Linked DNA regions of Mus musculus: region 1 is linked to region 2. The links are chromatin contacts, called in public capture Hi-C maps. All regions are on one chromosome and are shown on one strand. Each heading gives the region's core, a stretch centred on a gene start, on an enhancer-like site or on the middle of the called end of the contact. The rest is flanking DNA. Distances are from core to core; before and after follow the strand shown. Region 1 overlaps Fggy (FGGY carbohydrate kinase domain containing). Region 2 has its middle 110 kb from the start of Gm32240.

The links. Capture Hi-C pulls out chosen DNA fragments and counts their contacts.
Region 1: a contact with region 2 is called in a capture Hi-C map of embryonic tail, with 5 times the contacts expected there. The contact joins two enhancer-like sites. A contact is called at or near these places in 2 of 39 promoter capture datasets (the 3T3-L1 cell line and the C10 cell line), 2 of 15 datasets of contacts at CTCF or cohesin (the NIH/3T3 cell line and pro-B cells), 28 of 484 Hi-C or Micro-C datasets (3T3-L1-derived adipocytes, the C2C12 cell line, DN3 thymocytes and 20 more), 11 of 115 datasets of contacts at active chromatin or transcription factors (the 230-238 cell line, the NIH/3T3 cell line, T-cell acute lymphoblastic leukemia and 7 more) and 2 of 9 other capture datasets (embryonic tail and embryonic trunk).

Annotation. Positions count from the first base shown.
Region 1 is chr4:95,871,693-95,877,350 of GRCm38.p6, reverse strand. All of the region lies in intron 14 of Fggy (FGGY carbohydrate kinase domain containing), which reads right to left. Among named protein-coding and RNA genes, the nearest start is that of Hook1, 93 kb to the left of the region's middle. Within about 2 kb of position 2,185, at least 3 of the 459 cell types and tissues checked have an H3K27ac peak or open chromatin away from gene starts, as enhancers often do.
Region 2 is chr4:95,315,608-95,320,960 of GRCm38.p6, reverse strand. No RefSeq gene overlaps it. Among named protein-coding and RNA genes, the nearest start is that of Gm32240, 110 kb to the right of the region's middle. RefSeq lists an enhancer at 2,227-3,432. Within about 2 kb of position 2,855, at least 118 of the 459 cell types and tissues checked have an H3K27ac peak or open chromatin away from gene starts, as enhancers often do.

The DNA of each region.
Region 1 (5,658 bases), core at 936-3,435, 560 kb before region 2:
ACTCCTGTCTTTTTTAACCACTGACACCAGCACAGTCATTCCATGGTGAACTCTACTCTCCTGTCTGACTTTTCTAACTATGCCATGGAGTAGAATTTTTCACATTTTACAAAGAAGAAACTGAGAGTTTGGAATAAGCATGGTGTCCAAATTGGCTATGAAAGGAGCTGGGATTCAGAAGCCATGTGCTATTTCTCAGTGGCGCCTGACACACACTGTATAAATGCTGGCCCTTGTACGATTCTTATTAGGAAGGTCATATTAGCATGGCCATTTTACAGACAGAAAGAAATTAGGACTTACAACAGGCCTCACAATGGACAGAGCTGGTACTGATTCTTGGAAGTCTGGTTGCAAGAGGTGAGCTCTCAGCCTCTGGCACTTCCTGGCTTTGAAAAGAGAAGGATACTGATTGGGTAAGAGAAGAGGCATATCTTTAAGAGCAGCATCTACCTCAACAAGAAACCTTGTGTGTCTAGGCACTCTGAAAGCCCTAGGAGAAACTGCCCACCTAGGTGGATAGAACAGTTCCTTATGGCCTTGGCTCCTCCTCTCCAAGAGAGGTGGGCCACCCTTGAGAACTTTCCGGTGTTAAGCTATTGTGTAGGTGTTTTTATTCCCTTAGGCCAAGCCCACCTAGAAACATCATTAGGAAATTGCCTCAGACTCTTTAAGCATGCTGTACCTCTGGAATTTGCCTACAAAATCTTCAAGTTTTCAGTGACCAGCTTTATTCAAAATCCCAGTGGGGCAAGCTTTTAGTCAATAAGGGCAAAGCTGAAAATCTGTGATAGGCAATTTGACACCAATTCTTTCAATTTGGGGTGACTCCCATTTTACAGAGAAATAAATAAGGCTAAGAGCATCAAAGTAATGCCACAAAGTAAGGAGGTTATTCGAGGAGCCTGGACGGTTCCAGTGGCTCTGGGATTACAGACCAGGAACTCACCTGAACCCTGTTACTCCACATGTGCTGGGAACCTTTTAGAATTGCCCTACAATTCACAATAAAATTGAAAAGAATATCAATAGAGACCAGTCTGAAAGCTGATGTGTTCTATTCTGAATGTCCCTCCACGAAGGATACTTTATGTCCAAGTCCTGCATTCACTCGTGGCACATGGAGGAGAGAAACATTCTCACCAAATGGACTGGGGGTGTTCAAGTAAAAACTCTCTAGGAAATCATACAAAGGGCTAGATTCATAGGTGTCAGAGTATGCAGATGGTCACTGCTGCTCAGAACATTCCAGCAAAATACATAGGGACAGGAGGAGGACAGCAGATGTTTCTACTCCCGGTTTTGGCAAGAATATAAAGTGACCGACAATGTCCCATGTTGGCAGAGATACAAATGAGGACAGGCTTTCTGGAGGATTGAGACCACAGTGAGAGACCACAATTTTAAAAATGCAACTCTTTCACTGTAAATTCTACTTTACTGTATATATCCCAGAGAAATCTTCACGCTTGGGTGTTAAGAACCATACCACTGAAGATCCCGAAACCTTCATTTGCAATAGAGTAGGAATGCCTATGTATCTTTCAATGGAGTACTGGCTACATTACCTTCAAATGGTGATTATAGTATAACTAATCACAGGTAAGGGACACAGGGCAGATGCACTCAATATATCTTAATAATGAAGGAAAAGTGGAACACCCTCTACCTCATGATCTTGTGTGCGTGTGTGCATGTGAGTACATTAAAGTGGCCGGGAACACATAGGAAATGTGTGACAGTAAGAATCTTGTTGGTTAGGGTAGTGCCATCTACCCTTTCCTCTGTATTTGTATAGCTCCGGTTTATACTGTAACCTGACGTTCCTGGCATTTTTCAGTTCTCTAAAGAGAAGAAGAAAAAAAAATCTCAATCAGAGGAAGTACTGGGCAGGGTAGCTCATGGCCTGAGAATTTATGAACCAAGGACCAAATCGGTTTTTGCCATCTTGGGAAAATATGTATGTGACCACATTTCAAGCCAACTCCAACTAAATAAGAAATTGCCAGGCCTTGTAAGCATACACTTGATTTAAATCTTGGGGTCCAATGGGCACATACTAGATGTGAGCCCCTTAAAGAATGGCTCCTACTCGCCTAAACCATTTCAGATGTTCCTTTAGCCTTGGCTCCCCTAAGACATAAACTATGTGTTCAGGGGAAAGCAAAGTCAAATGACTCATGACAGAGTTTGTTTTTAGTATGAATTATTTTTCTCTGCCTCCTTGCTGTTAAAGACAGATACTTTACAGATGGTTGAGCAATGATTTCTGGGATCTAGGTTGACTGTGGGCCCTCTGAGAGCGGGAAGTAGACAGAGGGGAGAATTTTTCCCCACCATTATGCTTCCACCATGCCCCCCCTTTTCCAGAGCTCTGTAGTGGCAGCTCTGAGGGAGAAGGATGAAACAGAGGGAAGAGGAACCTTCAAAAGAAAAACTACCTTGTCTACCTTGCCAAGTACTGATATGGGATGCCGGGAAGACCATGTAACTGCTCTAGTCTGGTTTCCACTGTGTAATGGGCAGAATAGTGACTTGGACTGCCATGGGCATTCCATGCGGTGAAAATGGCCTAAGGCCTGCCATTCAGAAAGCTTCTAGTAAACGGACCTAGGCTGAACTTCAGGACAGGGATGTGTCCCTTGTGCCCTAGTGTCTGCCTAAGAACCAGGTAGGAGGAAAGGGAAGAAAGATGAAAAGAGGGTTGTAGGAAATTGACAAACAATGGCACAACTTGCATTTATGGAGTAACAGGTATATCTCTAACTGCTTTACCATTGATCTTCATATATAACTGTCTGTGGCAGAACCAATGTTTACCCACGTATCCCAGGTGAAACAAAACAAAACAAAACACCAGAGGCACAATGCTTAAGAAACTAGACCAGGGGCTTGAGGACAGCTTGTTGCATATGAATTAGGTGCTGAGTTCAGATCACAACACCCACCTACAAAGCAGGCATAGAGGGCTGAGACAGAAGGAACATTGAGCCTTGATGGCTACCAGCCCATGTATCCATTCAACGAGATATTCTGTGTCAGTGGAATGGGATAGAAACTGACAGAGTAGGATATCCCATGGCCTCTTCTGAGAGACGCGAGGGAAAAGGAAATAGACACGAGAAGTGTGATATCCTCTGAGAACTACTCACAAGAGGACAGTAAGGCAGCAGAGCTTCTTAAGCTGTTCTAGGCCCAGTGGAATTCACACTTTGGAAAAAGTGAGGACCAGAAGTCAGGACTGACATCCAGGGAGGATAAAAATTCCAGAGCTGGCGGGAATCTTGTATAATGTCTGTCACAGCTCCATCAGACAGGTGTACTGTCGTTTGGTTCACTTCAGTTGAGCAAAAACTGGAATCTAGACCATTTCTTTCTAACCCTGCTCTCTGTCTGGCATCTAGACCACACTGCCATCCTCTCTCATCTATGTGCCACCTTCACATTGTGACAAGCTTCTGCTTTCTCAATCTGTAGTTTCTACTTACACACAGAAGGACAAACAGAGCCAATGGACATTTAGGCTTGGGTATGTCCAGATCCAGTGACCCAGTCATCCCTGGAATATGATCAATATTTGCTATGGTCTCCCATCACCACACTGTACCATTTACTCGGTAAGCAGCTGTTGTAAAAAGATATGGGTTTCCTCAGGAGTCTACCCAGGGGGAAATGATGGGCAAGACTGGAGAAAGTGGTCTCTCCGTCAACTAACAAAGCTACTCTTGATTCATATGTATCTTTATTATATCAGCTGCCCCTGCACCATATTAGTGGGGAAAAGTATTCATTTATTTATCCACATTTATATAAGATATACAACGGGACTTGTCTCTAAGTTCATGCATCCACTGCTTCTGAGCTTTAAAAGTCTGCCCCTGGCCCTCTACCTCATTCCCCGAACAGCCATACATATGTTCGCCTCTGTTTTTGAAGTCCTAGTTCAACTGTCAGTTCCCTTGAAATATTTTCTCAGACTTCAAGACTAGGAGTTTAGCACACTATTATCACTGCCTGTTTCATGGTATTTCTTCTCTACGATGCTGGCAAAAACTTGAAACAAAACAAAACACCATTGCTGAGCCTGTCCACTCCAGGATTGACTCTGTGAAGAGAATAGGCCTAACACAGATGGCTGCCCATGAAGAAGTGTATACTGAATAAGAGAATGAGAGAAAGAAAGGAGACGGAGAAGTTGGCATTCAGACCAGAGACACAGACTTACAAACCATGTCTGGAGAAGAATGTGACCCAGGGTCCACCTGGGCTCTCAGGTGCTCAGCGTGCCTAAGTCTGCAGGACTTCATTATACCTCACGTTCATCTTACTCTCGATTCATAGGGTAGGGGCGAATGTGTATTGGAAGCAATGTCTTAGGCCAATTCTCTCAACTGCATGCTTTCCCCTACATCCCCTTTCTTGACTATATCACAGAACACTACCATTCTAAATCATGGTCAATGTCTGGGGCATAAGACTTCGTCAAAGGGCTGAAAGGGAAGAGAGTACACATCTCTCCCCGCACCAGCATGCCCCAGCCTCCATGGGTTTTGTTTGTTCTATAGACTCATCAATATACTGTCACCACAGAGCCTTTGTCTTCTCTGCCACTGAGGGTTCCTGCCAAGCATCCTTCATTAGGATGGTGACTCCCATTGCTCTTATCATCAGCTTTGCATATCCTCTCTCCCTAACCTGTCTTTGCTCTTTTCATTGCTTCATTTTCTCTTACTTCATTGCCTGCTTCTTGGGCAGTGGAATGTAAGCTCTGTGGCTGATGACATTCAGAGCACAGAAAGCTGGTGCCAGAAGGTAAAGGAGATACCGGAGTTTTGAGTAGAGCTGGGTAGAGAGACTAAGGACAGTGACACTGACTTCAAAACATTTAAAGACCTGATGATAGCCCTTCCTGCCCATAATTCATTACAATCCTATGACCGAGCATGTTGACATTGTTCTTTTGCAATGCATAAACACTTCATCAACATGTGTGGAACAACCATAATAGTAGTTCCTGACCCTTGCTATGGAACTTACATGGGTTGTTTCATGTAAAGCGATTAGAAGAGTGTCCAGCATGCAAACAGCATCAGAAGCAGCATCTGCCACACCGCTGTGTGCACAGATATGGTGGGTTTGTGTGTTCTGCTTCTGTGAATTATATATGGCGTGTATTGCACGTATTTTTGGTTTTTAAAACAAAGCTTGAAATTTCTACAATGAACGATGTGAAACATGTGCTCCCTATTTTAAATTCAAAGTAGGCAGTGTTGAACATTTTATAGGGATTGTTTTCAGTGTTTATGTAGTCAGAAACTTTTAATATGTTTGTAATAGGCATATACGACTTTTTAATCAAAGATTTAAAAGTTTTAAGACATGTAAGCGGGGAGGCGCAAGTTAAGAGCTCAAAATCTGGAACCGATGAAAATATGCTAATGGGGAGAATGATTGGCTAAAAGTCCCAAACACAACTTCTTAGGGGTAAATATGAGTCAAAAGAACTAGATGGAAGGAAGAGAGGACTGGAGATATGAGAAACAAGAAATCACAGCAGTTGCAACACCAGCAAATAGCCATTTCTCTGTAGGCTGCAGGGAATGCCTGTGGCAAAGGCTGGGACAGTGCACACACTGCTGCAATAAGAGGAACAGTTAT
Region 2 (5,353 bases), core at 1,606-4,105:
GTGGACTTCCCCTCTACCAGGAAGAGTGGCCCTTGACTGTCTCCTAAATGTGTGTCATGGCTTTTCAAGTTGACCCCCCCCCCTAAAGCTCTACCACCTATAGGTGTTCAAGGCTCCACCACCTGCCTTCTCCAGCCTCCAAAGGTGTTAAATGCTAGAATCAAGTAACTGCTTGCTTCTCATCAATGCCTCTGTACTGCTAGTTTTATGTCTGTTCGACATAAGCTAGACTCATTCGGGAAGAGGGAACCTCAGCTGAGAAAATATCCCCATCAGATTGTCTTACAAATAACAGTATGGAGCCTTGTCTTTATTGATGATTAATGAGGGAGGGCTCTGCTCAGTGGAGCCAGTGCAGTCCCTGGGCTGGTGGTCCCAGGATTAAATAAAGCATGCTGAGCAAGCCACTAAGAAGCCCTCCTCCATGCTTTCGGCTTCAGTTCTTACTTCCAGGCTCTTGCCTTGTGTTCCAGTCCTGACTTTTGTTACATCTCAAGCCCAGAACAAAAGGCTAAAGTGCCTACCCAATATATCAAAGCAAACCTGGCCACCAGGCTCTCCCTATATCCCTCATCCAGTACCTGGTACAAGTTATGGCTGCCATATCCTTCCATCTAACCTAAGCCCTAGCCCTTCCCCCCAGCTGCTCTTTCCTATATAATTCAATCTTTTAGTTACCTCGACTTTTCATTTACCCTTTACCTTCTTGGCCTCTTGGTCTTGATCTCCCCTCCCCACACCTTCTCTCCATGTGGCCTGGCCCAGGTCATAACTACTCTGGAATCTCCCAGATGTCCCTGTTCCTGGCTATGTCTCCCTTTTATCTATAATAAACTTTCTCCTCTGCCATACCTAGGTGTAGTCATGTCCTTTCCCTTTTTTATTTTTTTATTTTTTATTTTTCTATTCAACTCCCTTTGACAATGGGCTGTGACATGGAACTGTAACCTTGAAATAAATTATTTCCTGCCCAAGTTACTTTCAGTTACGACATTTTATTACATCAATAGAAACCCTAACTAAGACAGCAGAGATGCCCTGCAAAGTAGACTCCCCTCCTCTCCCAGGACTCAGGCCTCTCTGCCCTTCAGTGGATAGAGAGGTCATCTATCAAATCTCATGGACAGTCTTCAGTTTGGCCTGTTCTTGTCCACCTGAGATATTGCACAGCAGTGATCTCCCTTGGAGGTATACTGCCCAGAGTGAAGCTAGCAAAATTGTCAAAAAGTTTGATGAGAGGTAGGGAGAGGGAAAAGGAGAAGGGAAGGGAGAAGCAAAGGAATTTGAGTCATATTTTCTATTGGTACTAATAGCAGAAGTCAAGCATTACTATTCCAATTACAAGGGTTGAGTGACTTGTTCAGGACACAGAGCCATCTCGAAGGGGAAGCTCAGGACAGACAGATAGATCCAGAACTCAAACTCCAGGCTTGATTGCAAGCCGAATCTCTTCATAGCACCACATTGCCAGGCTGGTGTTCTCTAAGGGCCAGGTACAGATGAAGATGGCTAGTGCTGGGAGAGTAGGCACAGTGGTCTCCCACTACAAGGAAGGGCTAGCTAGGTAGCAGGCAAGAAAGGCATCCTTGTCTACAGTGTTGACGGGGCCTTTACAGTCCAGTCAGTGCTTACTCATCCTCCAGCTGGGAAGGGATGCACTCCTCCCCCAGAGGGTCAGATAAGGGTGAGAAAGTTTCTGTAGAATTGGTCTGAAGAAGAATCGGGAACCTGGAAACACTAGCCTGATTGGTACCGTGCAAGTCTAGGCTTGGATCCCAGCCCTGCCTGTGACCCTGAGCTAGTTCATGAACTTGTCTGTTTTCAGTTTGCTGATAATCCTATCCGCCTTGACAAACTTTCCTGTCCCCTCTCTCATTCCTTTTCAGGACGGCCGTGTTGTACCCAGGAGTAATCTTTAACAAATGTGAAACTAATAAGTCAGGACTCGTACACTACTGAATTAGTTTTCAGTAAATAAACCCCATTCATTTCTCATTGAACTTGAGACTAAATCCTCCATCATTCTGTGATCTCCTGTGTCTCAAGTGACCTGTTCCCTCTCTACTTCTCTACCTCACAACCCACTTCACAGACATTCTTCCAGCCCTACTGTCTCAGAGCACCCCTCCCCCACTCAAAGAGCCTTCATGTCCCAAAGCTTTCTCCTTTGCCAGCCCCTCCTTTCTCCTGGTGAGTGCTAATCATTTGCATGTCTCAGCTTCTCCTCTGAAAAGCAAACTGCCTCACACACTATTGAAACTCAATCACTGCTTTGCAGTTTCTTGCTACTCTGTATTTTCTTTCAAAGTATGAAGCAACACTTGCAGCCATGCATCTGAGCGTGTGATTCCTTGATCATGGTTATCTCCATAAGCTGTCAATCCTTTGAGAACAAGGTGTGAGCCTCGTTTGATCCATTCTGTCTAACTTGGAGCCATTCCAGTGCCCCGTTTATATTAGTTTACAAGCTCAAGAGATGCATGGGATATTGAACACTGGTGGCTGAAGGATATGTTAAGAATATTGAGGACCTTTAGGAGATCTTTGCAGCTCTGTCCCTGCTGTTACCCCCTCAATGGATATAGTCAGACTATAGTTCTCAGAAGTGGGTACAGCTCCTCCTTCCCCCCATTAAGAAATTCTGACACGGACCCTTAGGGGTTCACTGAAAGCAGTCACTGTGCCTGTGGAGCCAAGCTGAGCAGATCAGATGGCAGACCCTAGTACCCAGGGGATCAGGAATAACCTAGCAGGGAGTTTGGAAGGTGCTGGAGAGCCAGCCCCTTGGGTCTCATCAGACTGAGCCCTCCCTGTCTCTCCCGCCCCCTGCAGAAAGCTGCTCTGCCTGGTCCAATGCCAACTGGGCTGCTGCTTGTTTTGTTGTATGTGCTGCTAGGCAACTGGCCTGTTTTTGCTTATTTACCTCCCCTGGGCCATTTCACAACACTTAGTAATAGGCCTTGCTCTCTCTGGTGCACATCTGGTTTACATTAGCCTGTCAGAGCCCCTTTGCAAGGAGAGCTTGCCCTTCTCTCAGTGGTGACCAGCGAAGGCTCCCAGGACCCAGGCTGCTCCTGGGCGTTGATCACTCACCCAGTCCCCAGGGGCCTCCACCCTGCAACCTCCTACATGGTTTTCAACACTTTACACATTTACAAGCCCATTGAGGAGGAACTTTGGGAGGAGAAAGGCGAGGGAGGGTTCAGGACTATAAGAGCAGGAATTAAAGTTAGAGAGCATGCCATCAGAGTGCCTGAGCCCCAACAATGCCCTTGTTGACTCACAGAGAGGGACAGTTGCCTCACCCAGGACACAGGGACTCAAACCTTCCCACCAAGACCACCTAGCATTAAAAAAATTGTGGTTTCTGTGAAGGGTCAGTTGAGAATCAAAACTTTGATAAATGCCATTTCAAGACAGAAAAAGAATAAAAGTTTTTTGTTTTGCTTTTTTTTTTAACCTGTCTACATAGGATTCATTGCAAAGCAGGGTTAGCCAAAAATGAATAAGAAGGACCAAGATCAAATTCAGGGCACTTCTCTGGTCTCTTTTGCTCCACTGATCTGGCAAGCATGGTCTACTCAGAAGGTAGCCCACAGCCTTCACAATGACATTCAAGGCACTTTAGGTCTGGGCCTTATTACTTCTCTGACCTCATCATCCTCCCATCCATCCCTGCTTCCGTAGGGTATACCATGAAAAAGAGTGAAGTTTTCTATTATATGGAAGCACTGAGCAGCTGTGCACAGCTCTGAGAACAGAGCAAGGACTGGGCTACCACTCCACTTCTCTATCAGTCTAGACCACTGCATAGTAAACAAAGTGCTTGAGGTCATGAACTCATATTCAGTGCTGTGTTTTAGGGTTTCTACTGTTTCAGCTTGCAACTTTCAGATCATACTCCATCACTGAGGGAACTCAAGACAGGAACCTGAAGGCATACTGCTTACCAGCTTGCTCCCTATAGCTTGCTCAGCTCCTTTTCTTATACAACTAAGGACCACTTGCCCAGGGTTGGCACTACCCACAATAGGTTAGATCCTCTGACATCAGTCATTAGTCAAGAAAATGTCCAACAGACCTGCCTACAAGCTAGTCTGACAGAGATATTTTCTCAATTAAGATTCCTTCTTCCAAGATATGTCTAGGTTTGTGTCAAGTTAGTAAAAACCAACTAGCACACTCTGATAGCACTAAACACCACCACCACCACCCCATTCGCCAAGAGCTTATACATGGAACAGTGTTGTACATGGATTAGACTTAATAATATGTAATGAATAAATGACTATGTCTGGTTTTCTTCTCAGCTCTCTTACATGGAATTTTCTATACTAACCTTTCTCTTACAAGATAAAATGCTCATCTGTCATGTTAGACTATAAGTCCTCATGCGTATCCCTTCTCTCAGTGCTAGTTCATGGTGACCCCATACATCTCTGGACAGAGAACTTAGTTCTTTCTCCACTTAGAACACCCTTCCCCATCCAACTCTGCCTCCCCAAACCTCCCCCATGGATTTGACCTGTCCCTTCTCATGCCAGAAAGTCATCTCAGCAATTGCCCAATGCTTATCTCTGGTTTTCAGAAACAGTAGTTAATCCATCCAGGCTATTACAATACTGATCAATGATAGACAGGACACTGGAGAGCCAGCTGTATGGCCATAAAGAGCAACAAGCTATGGCCTCCATTCTTGAGGATTCTCAATATATTGAGTATTCTTTGGATTCATTTTGTCAGTTGTTGACCTTGGATGTAGAGGTCTTGCAGTTCAAGAGTATGGGAATTTTGCCTGCATGTATATCTGTGTATCACATGTACACCTGGTGCGACAAGTTGGAAGAGAGTGCCACATCCTCTGGAACTAGAGTTTCAAATGGTTGAGAGCTACAACATGAGTGCTGAGAACTGGACCAGGGTCCTCTGCAAGAGCGACTAGTTCTGTTAACCACTGAGCTACCTCTTCAACACCAGTAGTTCAAAAGTATGGGAAGAGGCAACAGCAAAATCTTAATGAGTGTTTCCTTTTACAGTTCTATCATCCCATTTCCCACCCAGAGGGGAAACACTGTCCATGTGGTTTCTTACAACAAAATCCAGGATGACCAATAGTCCTAAATTCTATTACATCACACAATCCCTGCTAAACTCCAGTCCTGCCCCTGCTTGCTTCCTAAGCATCTCAGTCCTCCGCCTCTCTCCCCCTACACAGTCCTAATCCCTAGCCTTGATGCCTCATCACAGGCTCTTCTTTTTTCTTCTTTCTTCCTTTTTTTGTATTTTTAGTTATTTTATCTATTTACATTTCAAATATTCCCCTTCCCAGTTTCCCCTTTGCAGCTATAAGGGT